2 separate regions of the Sus scrofa genome follow, and region 1 is linked to region 2. A link is a contact called in public promoter capture Hi-C data. All regions are on one chromosome and are shown on one strand. The core of a region is the stretch at or near the end of the contact, and the rest is flanking DNA. Distances in the headings are between cores, read along the strand shown. Region 1 holds the start of HSF2 (heat shock factor protein 2). Region 2 overlaps SERINC1 (serine incorporator 1).

Region 1 (7,033 bases), core at 4,308-6,807, 63 kb after region 2:
CATGATGTTAAGCTTTGTCACAGAAGATACTAGAGATATTACCTTCCTGGTTCCAGTGTCTCCTTGGCACATTCCTGCTGGGCAGGCAGGTTCTCCAGTACCCAGCTCTTGCAGTGCATGGGAGGCAGCAGCACTTTAAGGCCAGCAGCTTCCCCCAACACTCCCTCTCCCTTGGGATGTTTCAAATTGGAGCATCTGCCTAACATCTCCCATGAACACCTTTCTAGGGTACTCTAGAGCATAGGCTGATCAATATGTTCTTAAAAGGCAAGACAGTAAATATTTTAGGCTTGCAGGTCATAAGGTCATACTCTGCCCTTCTAGCAAGACAACAACTATAGATAATACATAAATATACTAAGTGTGGCTATATTCCTAATAAAATTTATTTATAAAACAGATGACTGGCCCATGGGTCATAAAATCTGCCAACCCCTGCCATAGAAGGCATAGTTTCAGCAAGTTCTGAAGGACAGATTTCCACTAGGTCCCACTAGTGTGGCATCAGTGACTTCTCGGCCATTCAATAAGATATGGTCATTCTCTTTCCAACAAGTCTTAGACTTGGGAGAAAGGGCTCTTACTCGAGCACTCTACCTCAGACCTATTAGTGATGAATGCATCTTACATTCTTTAGAGTTTTCTTTACTCCAATTCTCCTGATATAGTTAATAATTCTATTAAACTTTCTCTGTTCAAAATACTGTGATTTCTGCCTCCTAATGGACTCTTAACTGACACTCTCTCTATCCTGCTTTATTTTCTTTATGGTACTTTTCACTAACTGAAATTATATCATTTGTGTTTGCTGACTTTTTAATTACCAATATCTTTCACTAAAATGTAAGGTCTATGAAGGCAGCTATTTTGTTCACTCCTGAATGAATTCCTATTATCTAGCACACTGTCTGGTCTTAACAAGAGTCACAACAAGCATTTGTGAGTTACTAAATAGATGACTCTTAGTCACAGTGAACCATACTATATTTTTAGAATTTCAATTCTTGGATTATATTAAATGAAGAGATTTATGCCTCTTGTTTATATTTGCTCTCTCAAACACAAACAACCCTAACTCATTCATTCACATCATTCTGTGTCTCTGCTTATGGTATTCCTTCAGTTTCTACTCCAAAATTTAAAAATAATCTCTTTGAGAGCAAATATTCCACCTTACTGTTGTTTAAACCTGTGAAGCTTAAACAACATAACATAGAACACTCCCTTTACATTTTTTAAGGGACAAAAAAGCCACTACTACTCAGTAGGATGGGAAGGATGATAGCTTTTCTTTAGGCCTTACTCATAAATACTGGCAAACTTCCAAAGAGTAGTAACAGTTGTTTCTGCTCAAATTTGCATTCTTGGTTAAATATGTCCAAAATACTCAATAATAATATAATACTTCAGGCTCATTACTTAAAAACACTTTCCAAAACAGAAATCTCTAACACTTTTTTAAACAACCAGTCTATAATTTCTTAATGTTTACCAACCATTCCTTCTGAGTCTCTAGCTTATTCTCTCTTATGTATACAAGTAAAAAGTACCTGTCAACGAATCGATCATCTTTTCTGTAGGCCCATCTAAAGTGGATTTTACCCCTACTCTGCCACCACATTTATGGCCTTTGTTATTTTCACTTGAGAATACTGTAATAAAGCAATGGTTGTTGGAAACCTCAAAACAATATCATAACAGTAGGAAGTCTAAGGATCTACTGTTCAAATTCATCCAAAACAGCTAGAAAACACTGGACAAATTCTGGTTTTACCCCCTTTCTCTATTTCCTGATTTGCCTCTGCTGATTTGAGACAGACAGGGAAGCTGAGATTGCCATAGGACCCCAAAAGATGGAACAGACAGGTATGAGGTCCTTAGTGGAAATCACTTCTTGGTTTTGTGAAGCAACCTGAAGAACTGGGACAAAGATAGTAACAATGGCAAAACAAAGACTTTCCTTTTTTCATATTGCTTGATTTCAATATACACTAATTATCATATACCAGTAATGGTAAAGTCTGTTCCTCACTATCAATGGTGAGAACTTCCATTCAACTTCCACAACCTCTTGTCCCTGAATATCAAGTTTCCCCAGTTGCTTCCAAGCTAAACCTGTGCCCTCTGTTTAGGACTCTGTTACATTTAAAACAGGTTCAGGTAGTCTGACAGTACTCTGTCCTTGATTCTGATAATAGACTGCCTACCAGAGTCAAAATAGCTATACAAAATTTTGAAGTAATAGGGCATGTAAAAACAAAAAGAAAAGAAAAAGAAACATCAATGGTGGAAATTTAAGGGATGTACAATAGGTTTAAAATCTCTCAATATAAAGAGATTTTTATTATTTAAGTCTGTAACAGGGAGTTCCCTTTGTGGCAAAGTGGAAACGAATCCATAGTATCCATGAGGATGCGGGTTCCATCCCTGGCCTTGCTCAGTGGATTTGCCATGAGCTGTGGTGCAGGTCACAGACGTGGCCTGGATCCTGTGTTGCTGTGGCACAGGCCGGCAGCTGTAGCTCTGACATTCGACCCCTAGCCTGGGAATTTCCATATGCCGCGGGTGCAGCCCTAAAAACACACCCACACATACACAAAAGTCCATAACAGTATAATTTTGATTGTTCAGAAGATTATAATTCTGTAATCAATGATGTGGATAGGGGTACTGTTTCATTTTTGTCCTATTACAAATATAATTCTTCAGGAATATTAAACTAAGCTTTTCAAATTGCAGTTGGTAAGACTTTTCTCCCCTTTCCTTATATTAAAGCTAGAGAAATAAATTATTTTTCATAAGTGAAAATAATTGCATAAAAGACTGCCTGGTTTCCAAAACATCTGCTACTTCTTAAAGGTCTTAATATGATTTTCACTCAGATAGTATAAATGCTAAATTACCTCAACAGAAGTCCAGCAAAACAAGTATGAAAGAAACCAGAAACAACCGTAAGTAGCATCTTAAAAGAGATGAGAGTAAATTATTTTGGTTTTTCCATCTAACATCATTGTTCAACTAAAGTTTTACCTTTCATTGTTAACCCTGTTTTTGGAAAAATCTGTGGGAGAGTAAAACAGTTTCCCTACACAACTAAGCTTAGCCCTAGACAAAATTAATCCAGAATTGTCCACTGACTTGTGGAGGGGAAACATTTTGGTATAAAACTAAATACTGTGATAACCTGTATTAAGTGTACTGCTATTGGTGGAAAAATAATTTGAGAGGTCAGAAATCTATGTTAGAGTCCCATCTCCAATAATGGACAGCTTTGTAATTATAGATAAATAATCTAACCTGTCTAAGCCTCAAATCCTCATCCACATAAGGCTAAGACCAAACCAGATGATCTTGGAGATTTTCAAGCCTAATTCTAACTTTATCATTCCTCATTTCCATTACTTATTCCAAGAATTTCACTGCTTCATCAAACATTTATTAAGTACCTACTGGGTCCCTTGGCACAAATACATTCCCTGCCTTCATTGAATTTATACTTTAATTGTCCTATTATGTTTTACAAAATAAATAGCTAAAACATAAGTTTAGACTTAAAAAATGGGAAAAGTAAGAGTGATTTTAAGTGGCTTATTTCAGTTAGAATTCATAAAGTGATGCACTTATGGATTAGTATGAAACTCTCCACATTTGATATTGCCCATTAAAGAAGAATATTTTAAAATATTTTGGCTATCAGATCTTATTAGACCTGCCACTGACAAAATATCCCTTAATTAAAACCAATTACAAATATATTTAGGGACCATTCCTAGGCAATAAAAACAAGATAGGTATGATAAAAGTCAGCTTGGGAGTGGGGAGACTCTTAGTCCAAACCCTAACTCTGCTGAGTAATAGCAATCTGTGCTGATCCATTCTTGTCAACTTTTAATCCTTATGACTGATGAAGAGCATGAGACATTTTTTATTTTTAAGTGTATACTGGTGACTGGATTCCTTATTTTCACCATTCTTAGTACAACTTTACAGAACTCATCGAATGTTTAACAAACAACATTCAATCGATGATACTGACCTTCAAGAAAACTGAGTCCTAGAGGGAGATAAAGAAAATTAAAAACTGACAGCAATATAAGGCAGAATATGCTGTTATAGTAGTCAAAACTTCACATACTCAATATAGTGCTCCCTATTACCATAAAAGTTAAGTAATAAAACTTAAGGTTCCTATAATAGGAAAGGAACCGAAAAGAAAGGGAGAAGAAAAGGAAACATTTACTCAGCACTTAACAGGTGCTAGGCATTGTGCAGGTAGTTTTCACTTTTTTCCAGACCTCTAAACAAGATAACATCCCAAACAGATGATCTACAGTAAGAAAACTCCGCTCCCCTTCACAAAATGATTCCAAGAGCTTAAGAGTGTATTCTAACGTAAGCGCAGTTTATGTAATAATCACTCTAATTAGAATCTTAGCATTTGGAACTAAAGGGGGTCTTGGATCACCTAAGCAACCCGTTCATCTTACGGAGGATGACACTTGGGCCAGACAAGACAGGGATCTTGATTAAGGTCATCCTTGTTTTGTGGCACAATTAGGATCTAACCAATGATCACGGCATCTATACACCACACTGCTGGCAACCGTCCGGTGAAATTTAGCTCTTCACTCTGTTACTGAACACCTGTCTGTGGACACTTTTATTAAAATAATCCTAAAAATGCGCTTATATCAATGGCTCGGGATCTCCCGTGAATAATGTACCATTTTCTATATAATATTTTTAAACCTCCTGATAAGCAGGAACCTGCGTTTACACAATTGCCTCCTTCTCTGACTGCTGTCCTAAAGAGCCGATGCGCGAGGCGCGCTGAGTGTCTGTTTTGGGGGCAAGAATCAGGTCGCGGTGGTAACGACCGCCTCAGAAAAACCCCGCGGTGAAGATCTCGGGCAGAGCTGCCGGTGCCCTCATTGAGCTACAGCCCGCGAGCCGGGCGGGAGGACGGAGGATGAGTGTGCAGTAACGTGGCCCCCGCGTCTCATCGGCCGCCCGCGTTCAGCAGGCCGGGTTCCGAACGCCGCCTGGCCGGACCGTTACGGGGTCTCCCGGGCAGCGGCGCCCCGCGCGGGCCGCCCCTCCCCCACCGCGGCCTGAGCCAGCGGCGCCGGTCCGGACCCCGGCGGCTACCCGAGCGAACAATACCGGGGTCCCCCGCGAGGCCGCACGCCGAGGCCCGCGCCACCCCGCCATCCCCCGCGCCGCGGGCCTCGCAGAGGGAGTCGAGCCGCAGGCCGCGAGAGACAACCCCGCTGGAGCGAGCGAGAGAGGAGGTTAGTCAGGGGGTTCGGAGGCCGCCGTGCCCTCACCCTTACCTGACTCCAGGTGATGAACTCGTTGGTGTGGGTTTCCTCCACAAGCGTCCACAGCTTGCTGAGGAAAGCTGGCACGTTCGAACTCTGCTTCATTGTTAACGAGGAGCAGGGATTCCAAATTCTACACCCGAACGCGGCGGTAGCGACGGCGTCGGCGGCGGCGGCGGTGGCGGCGGCGGCAGCTGCTCCCCGAGAACGCCCACAACGCAGGCGCAGCAGCTCCCGGGCCCCGCCCCCCCGGCCCCGCCAGGCGTGCAGTGAGGCGGGGTGGCCGGGCGGCCGCACGTGATGGACAAGTCTCCCCGCTCGGCCTGTGCGCACTGGTCCCGCGCCGGTTCCGTTCGCAGCCAATCCCAGGCGCTGAACTCACGACAAAGAAAAGTGATTGGATACTGCAGACGTGGAGGGGTGGGATTAAAAGGGGGGCGCTGCCTTTTCATTCGCCTTTTATACAGAAGCTCTCGCTGTAGCTGACCTTAGGGGCAGGGGAGTGTGTTTGGTTGTTTCACGTGGAAGCGGCTTTGGGTGCTTGGGTTTTGGCTGGAAGGCTACAAAAAGTCCTCAGGGGCCTTTGAGTCATAAGTTTGGTAGGCAAAGTGTGGTTGCCTCGGTCAGGCAGGGGGAAGGAGAGTAATAATTCACATGCGGGAAAAACAGCTTTTAAGCGTGATTTGCTAGGCCCGAAGTTGAAACGGTCTTGAAAATAATGAACCTTGTCTTTTAATTTTCATTGGGAAAAAATTGTTCCTTTAGAATGCGTTTATCAAAAAGAGGAATTTAATAACTCACTCTTTACTGAACACATACTACAGTGAATCAAGAATTGTAATAGGCACCTTGCATGCTGTTTAATTTGACAGACACAGAATGCTCACTATGTGGTCAGCATAAAAAGAAAGCGTCTCAATCAAAATAACTGTTCCGTTAGATAATTTACAGGTATATTCTTAAAATAATTGTCCTTTTTGTGTTATGTCCTTTACAGATTTGGTATAGTGGAGAAAATATTACAGAAGGAGTCAGCATATCTGATTTAGGAAACATTAATGGATATTAGATTTTACTGGTAGTATGTAATTTAGAGAAATCCCTTAATCTGTCTGTGCCAATATTTACCATCTCTTTATTAGGAGTAAAACTCTTTCACCCCTGTGAGATAACATTAATAATATAGTAGGTGTGAAAATACTTTGAATATATAAAGAATTGTACAAAAAAATTGTACAAAATAAATGTACAGAAATTTTTTTTTTGCAAAAGTCAGAATGTAAGTATAAGAGTTTACAAACTGAGTTTCCATCGCAGGGCAGTGGGCAAAGAGTATGACTGCTTCTGCTCCGGTCACTGCCAGCTTGGATTCAATTCCTGGCCTGGGAATTTCCATATACCATGGGTGTGGCCTTAAAAAAAAGAATTTACTAACAAGTTAGAGGTAACAATTACAGTTTATATGAAATTCAACATAGAATAGATTTATTTCCTAGGTACGTCTAATACAATAAAAAATAAAATACACACGATTTCCAAAGAGCTAATATTGAATACTAACTTTGTGTTCATCAATGATATGTTTGCTGAAATAAAATCAAATGTATGGAGGGAGACATTCCACAAATCAATTAATATTTGTTGAGCATTTATATATGCCCAGGGATTTACATATATAATTTAATCCTCCTAACAACCCAGTGCAGTAGGTC
Region 2 (7,129 bases), core at 750-3,249:
GTGTTGTTATTTATAATTGAATTCAGTCATCTGCCTAATTTCCAGGTTGGTTTTGATTTATTGACTTTATTATAGCTTCTTGGCATGCCCAACAATTTATTGTCAGATGTTGTAAATGTTACCTTGATTGGTGCTAGATATCTTGTACTTTTAAAAAATATCCTTGGGCCCTTTCTTAGACATAGGTGAGTTATTTGAAGAGAATTTGATCTTTTCAATGTTTGCTTTTAGTCTTTGAGACTGGAGTGGCCCTTAGCCTTATGACTGATTTACCCTCCCCCATACTGTATCATAATAGCCCTATAATTACTAGGGCCTCATGATTATAAAGTTTTTCCGCTCTGCCTAGTAATACCAACCCCACCTCTGTTCCTCCCCCTGCACACACACACTCTCCCCCCCACCCTCCCCATACACAGAGTAATTTAATCAATTGCATGTACTGATCAATATCCTGCTAAAGACACAAGTTGAAGCCTTTGCAGATCTCACTCTATGTAACTTTCTCCTCCTTGTTTCTGCCCTATAAACTGTAGTTGCTTTCACTTTGCTGAGTTCTCACTTCTGTCTCAGCTCTGCCTCCTCAAGTCGATAGACTACTCCCTTCTGTCTAAATTCCCCTCCCTGCACTGGAAACCAGGCAGAAAAATTGGGCCAATCATAGCACTAATGTTGTTTCATCTCTCAGAAATTAGTATCATACAATGGCTGTTAATTGTCTGAAAAAACATTTTTTCGTTTTTTCCCATGGAAGTAGGATAAGTCTGGTCACTATTACTCTGTCTTGGCCTGAAAGTGTGGTACTTATCCCAAGCTTTACTTATCCATCAGTAATTTTGTTTTCAGCATTTTCCCTTTTGTTTCATGATAGTTAATCTTTAGTGTTTTAAACTTGTTTTTCTCCTCATTTCTTCAGAGCCCTGCAATCGTCCTTTTCATCTTGTTCTTTTCCTATTTCATTTTTGTGCTCTCCTTTTTGCTTCAAGTGAGCCAATTATAGGGAATTTCCTTTTCTTACTGATTGTTTTATTTCAGATAGGATTTTTCAAATGCCTTTTTTTCCCCCTCTAAGAGGGGTATTCATTTATTTGTATGTTTTGCTAAAGTATGTTTTATTGTTGCCATGACATTTATTTTTATCTTAGTGAAATTTAGTATAAGTGGCCCTGATTCTACCTAGGGTAGAATTGCTACGGTATGTTTGTCTTCTACAATACTTCTTTCCTGTGGTGTCTGATGGTATGTGGAACTCAGCCTAGATTATATTCAGTTCTTATGAGAATACTTTCAATTTGCATTTTGGAGATATTGTTAAATACTTTTAACCTCTCCTGCTTAAGGAGCTGTCTTTTTCTCCTAGAATATACTGCTGGTTAATGTGGAGGTCTGTTAGAGAATGCTAGCTAGCTAGGCCAGTTGTTCACTTACTCTATTTTGCCCAATTCTAATAGAAATTTTTAGTGCTAACACCACCCCAAGTCGGAAGAGGGCAAAGACAAGAATGTGAATTCACTTATTTCCTCCACTGGGGTATCTGAGAAATCTCAGACTTGTATGAATTCATTAGCATGATTTCTGGGGGTTAAAAAACAGGAGTTGAGATCAGCTAATTATGAATATTCCATTTCTTTTTTCAGCTAAACTTTAGTTGCTGCTGCTGATTTTTTTTTTTTTTTTTGGATGAACTAAGTATTTAACTGAGTATTCATTTTGTCTGATATAAAGGGCAAGCAATTTTTGTTTTATTTTGCTCCATCTTTACGCAAAAGTCACTAAGTTTCATGTTTATAGAGAATATATGTGACCCAAATATCTTGCTAATTAACTTCTTCAGTCCTTTCTTTTTTGAGTAGATAGAGTGTAAATTTTTCACTGTATCATTTTAAACCATACTGACTTTTAATGTTCTTTTCTCCAGATACCGTGTTTGTGTGGCAGTGCCCCGTGTTTGCTGTGCCGATGCTGTCCAAGTGGAAACAACTCCACTGTAACTAGGTTGATCTATGCCCTTTTTTTGCTTGTTGGAGTGTGTGTAGCTTGTGTAATGTTGATACCAGGAATGGAAGAACAACTGAATAAGGTTAGTCTTTAAGAAAAAAAAAAAAAGATTAACTGAACCTTAGTGTGTGTGTGTGTATATGTGTGTGTGTATATATATACACACACAAGACTGCTTGTTGTGTATTGTAAACAGGATGCTGTATAAAGTAAAATAACAGTTAATTCCAATTTTAGTAGCTCATAATCCTTTAGAAAAGACGAACAATAAAAGCAGTTTATTAAACTCTGTGATACTAAGAGGAAATAAATAATTCTAACCAGGGAAATATCAGAATCACTGTGGATCTCATGGAAAAATGGACATTGTAAGAATGAGTATAACTTTTGATATGCAGAGATTGAAAAACAGAATGGGAATAAAACCTTTTTGAGTATGCTTTAGGAAGATTTATCTGATAATTAAGACAGAAGGCAAGCAGTTAAAGTGTGGAGGCTGTTGGAATGGTATAATCATGAAGTGCATAGAGGGCCTGCAATAGATTCTCTGAATGTAGAATTGACTGAATCTGGATTTCAACATTGACAGTGGTAGAACAAGGTTCTGATATGGGTAACTGAGAGGAAACTTGGTGTAAACTTAGGATTTTTTTTTTTAGGGTGTTTTATTTTGGAGGGAAAAAAATTTTTTTTTCTAGGAGTCAGTTTGTGAAAGGAGATGGGGAAAATAAAGTTTCTAATACATTGGCTTAGGAGTTCTGCAGTGTATTGAGCAGGAAGTAGAAAATATGGATGTGTAACTCAAATCAGGGATAGAGATGAAATTCAAACTATGATAGCATATGCTGAAGAAGACTATTGGAGTGAGCGGAGCTAGAACTTTGACAAAAGCTCCTAAGGGGGTTGGTGGAGAAAAGGGAACCTCTGAAGGAACTGTAGGGAAAAAAAAGAACCAAATACTTGTTTTGTAGGCCTTAGGAGTAGGGTGTTATAATGTCTTTGGGGTAGCGGGGGGGGAGGTGAAAGAGTGTGAATAGCCTCTAGATTTGACAACCAGTATGTGCCTCGTGTCTTGAAAACGCAGTATTTTTAGAGTGCTGGAGCTAGAAAAAGTGGGAGGAAGTTAGCTAGCTAGCTATCAGAAAATGTAACAAATGGGTATAAACTGCTTATTTGAGGATTTTCTTAATGAAAGGGAGGCTGTTAAAAGAAAGGGTCTTTTAGGATAGGAAGATTTAATCATTTGAATACTGAGGGTAGTTGTAAGGGATCTAACCATGAGGAAGAATGTGATCAAAAGAAGGCTTATAGAAGTTAGCTTTCCTCCAAGAAAGATGAATAACAATAAAATATTTGAGGTTGACAGAGTATTTATGTCAGATGACCTCCATTTTAAGTTATAAATGTCTGCTTGGGGTTGGCTTTGGCATGAGGAAAAATGGTGTAAATTTCAGAAATTAGCTTATTACAGTTGTGAAATTCACATTTTACATGGCCAATGTAGATGTTCAGTTGATGTTATTCAAGTCCTGGGTATAAGCAAAAGATGTGCCAAAAGGTGTTCATATGGTTTTGTCATGGATCCAGTTGACTGCTGGTATGAGTGGTTTAGTTGACAAATGTTTCTAATCCCCAAATATTTCTGCCTCTGCTTTCTGCAGGTCATAGAGACTTGCATTTCTTAGAATACTTGTGATATGTAAGACCATAAGACCATGTCTCCAGTACTGGTCAGTGAGTTATAAGTGATACACGTTGACCTCTACTTGCTGCTGTAGGTTCTTTTTTTTTTCTTTTTTTTTTTCCCCTCTGTCACAACCTGTACATCGTTTGAGATGGTGGCTTCTCTCACAGCCTGCATTCTTTAGTTGACTATTTAGAGTCAACTATGTTTATGCACATGAGCAAGAAATGTAGCCTTCTTAAGCCACTGTATTTGGAGGTTGATACTGTGGCAGCTTTACCTAATACAGGTGATTGAATTGAAATTTGATGATGGAAGTTGGCCAGGTAATGTGCTGCTGTCATTTAAGGGCATTGGATAATTAAGGGTGTTAGTGAATACATGTTACAAGTATGGATAAGTACATATTGCCATAATGTTAAACTGGGTTGGGAAGGTAGGATTGAAGTGAGACCAGGAAAGAGTTTACAGACTGCATAGAAACTAGCAAAAGAAGTAACAATTCCATTAGCTTGAGTATGATATTAGGTTCTTGGTTTTAAAGGTACATGTTACCATTTGTAGCATATTGGTTTGCTTTAATATTTCCTAGAGGCAGTGATATACTCTGATACATGTGAATAGTGAATCTCCTCATTTATTTTACCTAAAAATATTTTTAAATACTTTCTTTTACTCTGATTCCAGTATGGTTTTCTGAAACCATAATCAGTCTTTTTCAAGATTTTAAATTCAAAATACACCAGCCATTATGCTGTTAATCCAGATCCATCCATTATCAGAAATAATGCTTTTAGAATAAGTGCCCAAAATGCAGAATGACTTTAAATAGTGTTGGCTTTGAAAAGCCATCATTGTTCTCTTTAGTATTTAGAAACTGATTTAATTATTTACTCTGTAATTCTTTAAACTTTGATTTTTTTTCTTTTAGACATGTGATTCAGTATATCACAGTGGTATGCAAGTTTTAAAAAACTTAGAATAAGTCTCCAAGTCAAACATCCACTTTAGGATTGGCATTTATTTGTAGTTTATCCAGTACTCACATAAAGTGAAAAAAAAAGTTAAATTTGTCCTATGAAAATGTTCTAGCCTTGATTACGTTTTCAGTGTAAACTGTAAAACGAACTTCAATTTTCTAAACCTTAAACTGTTCAATTACACAGGAATTTTCATTTTTACTTGAAAAAAATCCTAGATCACAAATGTTTGTTTTTGTTTTTCAGATTCCTGGATTTTGTGAGAATGAGAAAGGAGTGGTCCCTTGTAATATTCTGGTTGGCTATAAAGCTGTATACCGTTTGTGCTTTGGATTGGCAATGTTTCATCTTCTCCTGTCTCTACTGATGATCAAAGTAAAGAGCAGCAGTGATCCTAGAGCTGCAGTGCATAATGGGTAGGTTTTTGAATAAACTTCAATATAAAGTCTTGATAGCCTCTTCTCAGTAATTTTGAGTCTGTCTAAAAGTTTAAAGTAAACATGAACAATCTGCAGAATTATTTTGTTCATGAATGAAATGGTAAGAGCATCCTGTTGTCTCTAATAGAGAATGTGTCAGAATTTGGAAATAAAACTATTAAATAGTAGCCTTGAATCATTTATCGGTATAATCTCTAATGCATAATGTTTAATAAATTTGACCCTTGTGAACAACATGGGTTTGGATTGTGCAGGTCCACTTAAAAACATATTTCTTTCAACAGTAAATACTATGGTACTACATAATCCATGATCTGTTGGTTGATTGAATTCATGGATGAGGAACCTCAGATACAGAGGGCTGACTATAAGTTATAAGTGGATTTTCAACTGCATAGAGAGTTAGTGCCCCTAACCCCACCCAGTATTGTTCAGGAGTCAGCTATACTTTCATCCTAAAAAGATTTATCACATTTTGTGAATAATAATAAGGTGCTCATTCCTCCTCCTTTTAGCTTTTCTTAGGCAAGACTCATGACATAAAACTGAACTTAGTTCTTTAAATTTTAGTGCAGCCAAAATGAAAAACTTTATTCCTTTGAAGAAAGGTGATTGATTTTCTGAAGGGTTATACTGGACAACCTAGAAACTTCAGGGTCTCTTTTATCAGTTTCCATTAATATAGAGTACTACTTCTGACACTCAGTTTTGAATGTTTTAAATTTTATTGCTGTTTCTTTCCCCCCATAAATTAAAAAAAAATGAGTATCCTTATATGTTGAGTGCATATCAATTTACAGTTGTAATATATTCTTGGATCCTTTGAACATTATGTCCTTTGTCTCTTGTAACCATCTTTGTTTTAAAATCTACTTTGTCTCATATGAGTATTGCTACTCAGGCTTTCTTTTGATTTCTGTTTCCCTGGAATACCTTCTTCCATTCTCTCACCTTCAATTTGTATGAGCCTCTAGAGCTGAGGTAGAGCTCTTGTAGACAGCATATATATAGGTCTTGTTTTTGTATCCATTCAGCCAGTCTATGTCTTTCAGTTGATGCATTTAGTCCATTTACATTTAAAGTAATTATTGATGTATGTGTTCTTATTGCCATTTTAGTAATCATTTTGGATTTTTGTCTTTTTTTCTTCCCTTGTTCCCTGTTTTTGTGGCTTGATGACTATATTTAGTGTTATGTTTAGATTGCTTTTTCTTACTCATATGTGTACGTGTTGTAGGTTTTTGGTTTGTGGTTATCATGAGGTTTTGATACAGGAGTCTATATATAAATACACAAGATTGTTTTAAGTTGCTGGTCTCATACTTGTAAATGCATCTCCACTATCCTGAATTTGTACCCTCCTCTTCTCTGACGGCTGGTTTCGGTATCATATTTGTGCGTGATTTCTTATTTTTGCTATTTGTTTGCCTTGTCATTTGTAGTATTTTTGTTACTAGTTGTGGCCTTTTTCACCTAGAGAAGTTCCTTCAATATTTGTTGTAAAACTGATTTAGTGGTGCCGAATTCTCTTAGCTTTTGCTTTTCTGACAGCTTTGATTTCACCTTCAAATCTAAGTGAGAGCCCTCTAGGGTAGTGTTCTTGGTTGGAAATTTTTTCTTTCATCACTTAGGTGCCACTACCATTTGGCCTGCAGGGTTTCTGCTGAAAAATCAGCGGACAACCTTATTTGGCTTCTCATGTATGTTACTTTTTACTTTTCTCTAGCTATTTTCAATATTTTCTCATTGTCTTTAATTTCGATCATTTGATTACTATGTGTCTTGAGGTGTTTATCCTTGGGATTGTTCTATATGGTATTTGTTCTGCTGACAGTATTTGAGTGATTTCCTTTCCTGTGTTTGGGAAGTTTTTGGCTGTTACCTCTTCCTCTATTTTCTCCAGCCCTTTATCCCTCTCTTCTTCTGGCACCCATATAATGTGAATGTTGGTGCCTTTAAAAGTTGTCCCAGAGTTCTCTTAGACTGTCCTCATTTCTTTTCATTCTTTTTTCTTTGTTCTGTTTCAC

What was found. Promoter capture Hi-C pulls out the DNA fragments that hold promoters and counts their contacts.
Region 1: a contact with region 2 is called in a promoter capture Hi-C map of liver, with 2.4 times the contacts expected there. The contact joins the promoter of HSF2 here to the enhancer-like site in region 2. A contact is called at or near these places in 1 of 5 promoter capture datasets (liver) and 6 of 47 Hi-C or Micro-C datasets (blood, epiblast stem cells, liver and 3 more).

Annotation. Positions count from the first base shown.
Region 1 is chr1:40,174,751-40,181,783 of Sscrofa11.1, forward strand. It overlaps HSF2 (heat shock factor protein 2), which reads right to left and starts at 5,558. Exons shown (of 13, transcript XM_005659227.3): 1 at 5,334-5,558. The coding sequence starts at 5,426.
Region 2 is chr1:40,114,827-40,121,955 of Sscrofa11.1, forward strand. It overlaps SERINC1 (serine incorporator 1), which reads left to right. Exons shown (of 10, transcript XM_013992615.2): 2 at 1,919-2,080; 3 at 4,909-5,078. Among named protein-coding and RNA genes, the nearest start is that of SERINC1, 19 kb to the left of the region's middle. Within about 2 kb of position 2,000, at least 3 of the 83 cell types and tissues checked have an H3K27ac peak or open chromatin away from gene starts, as enhancers often do. A contact at or near this core is called in liver, where this site is marked.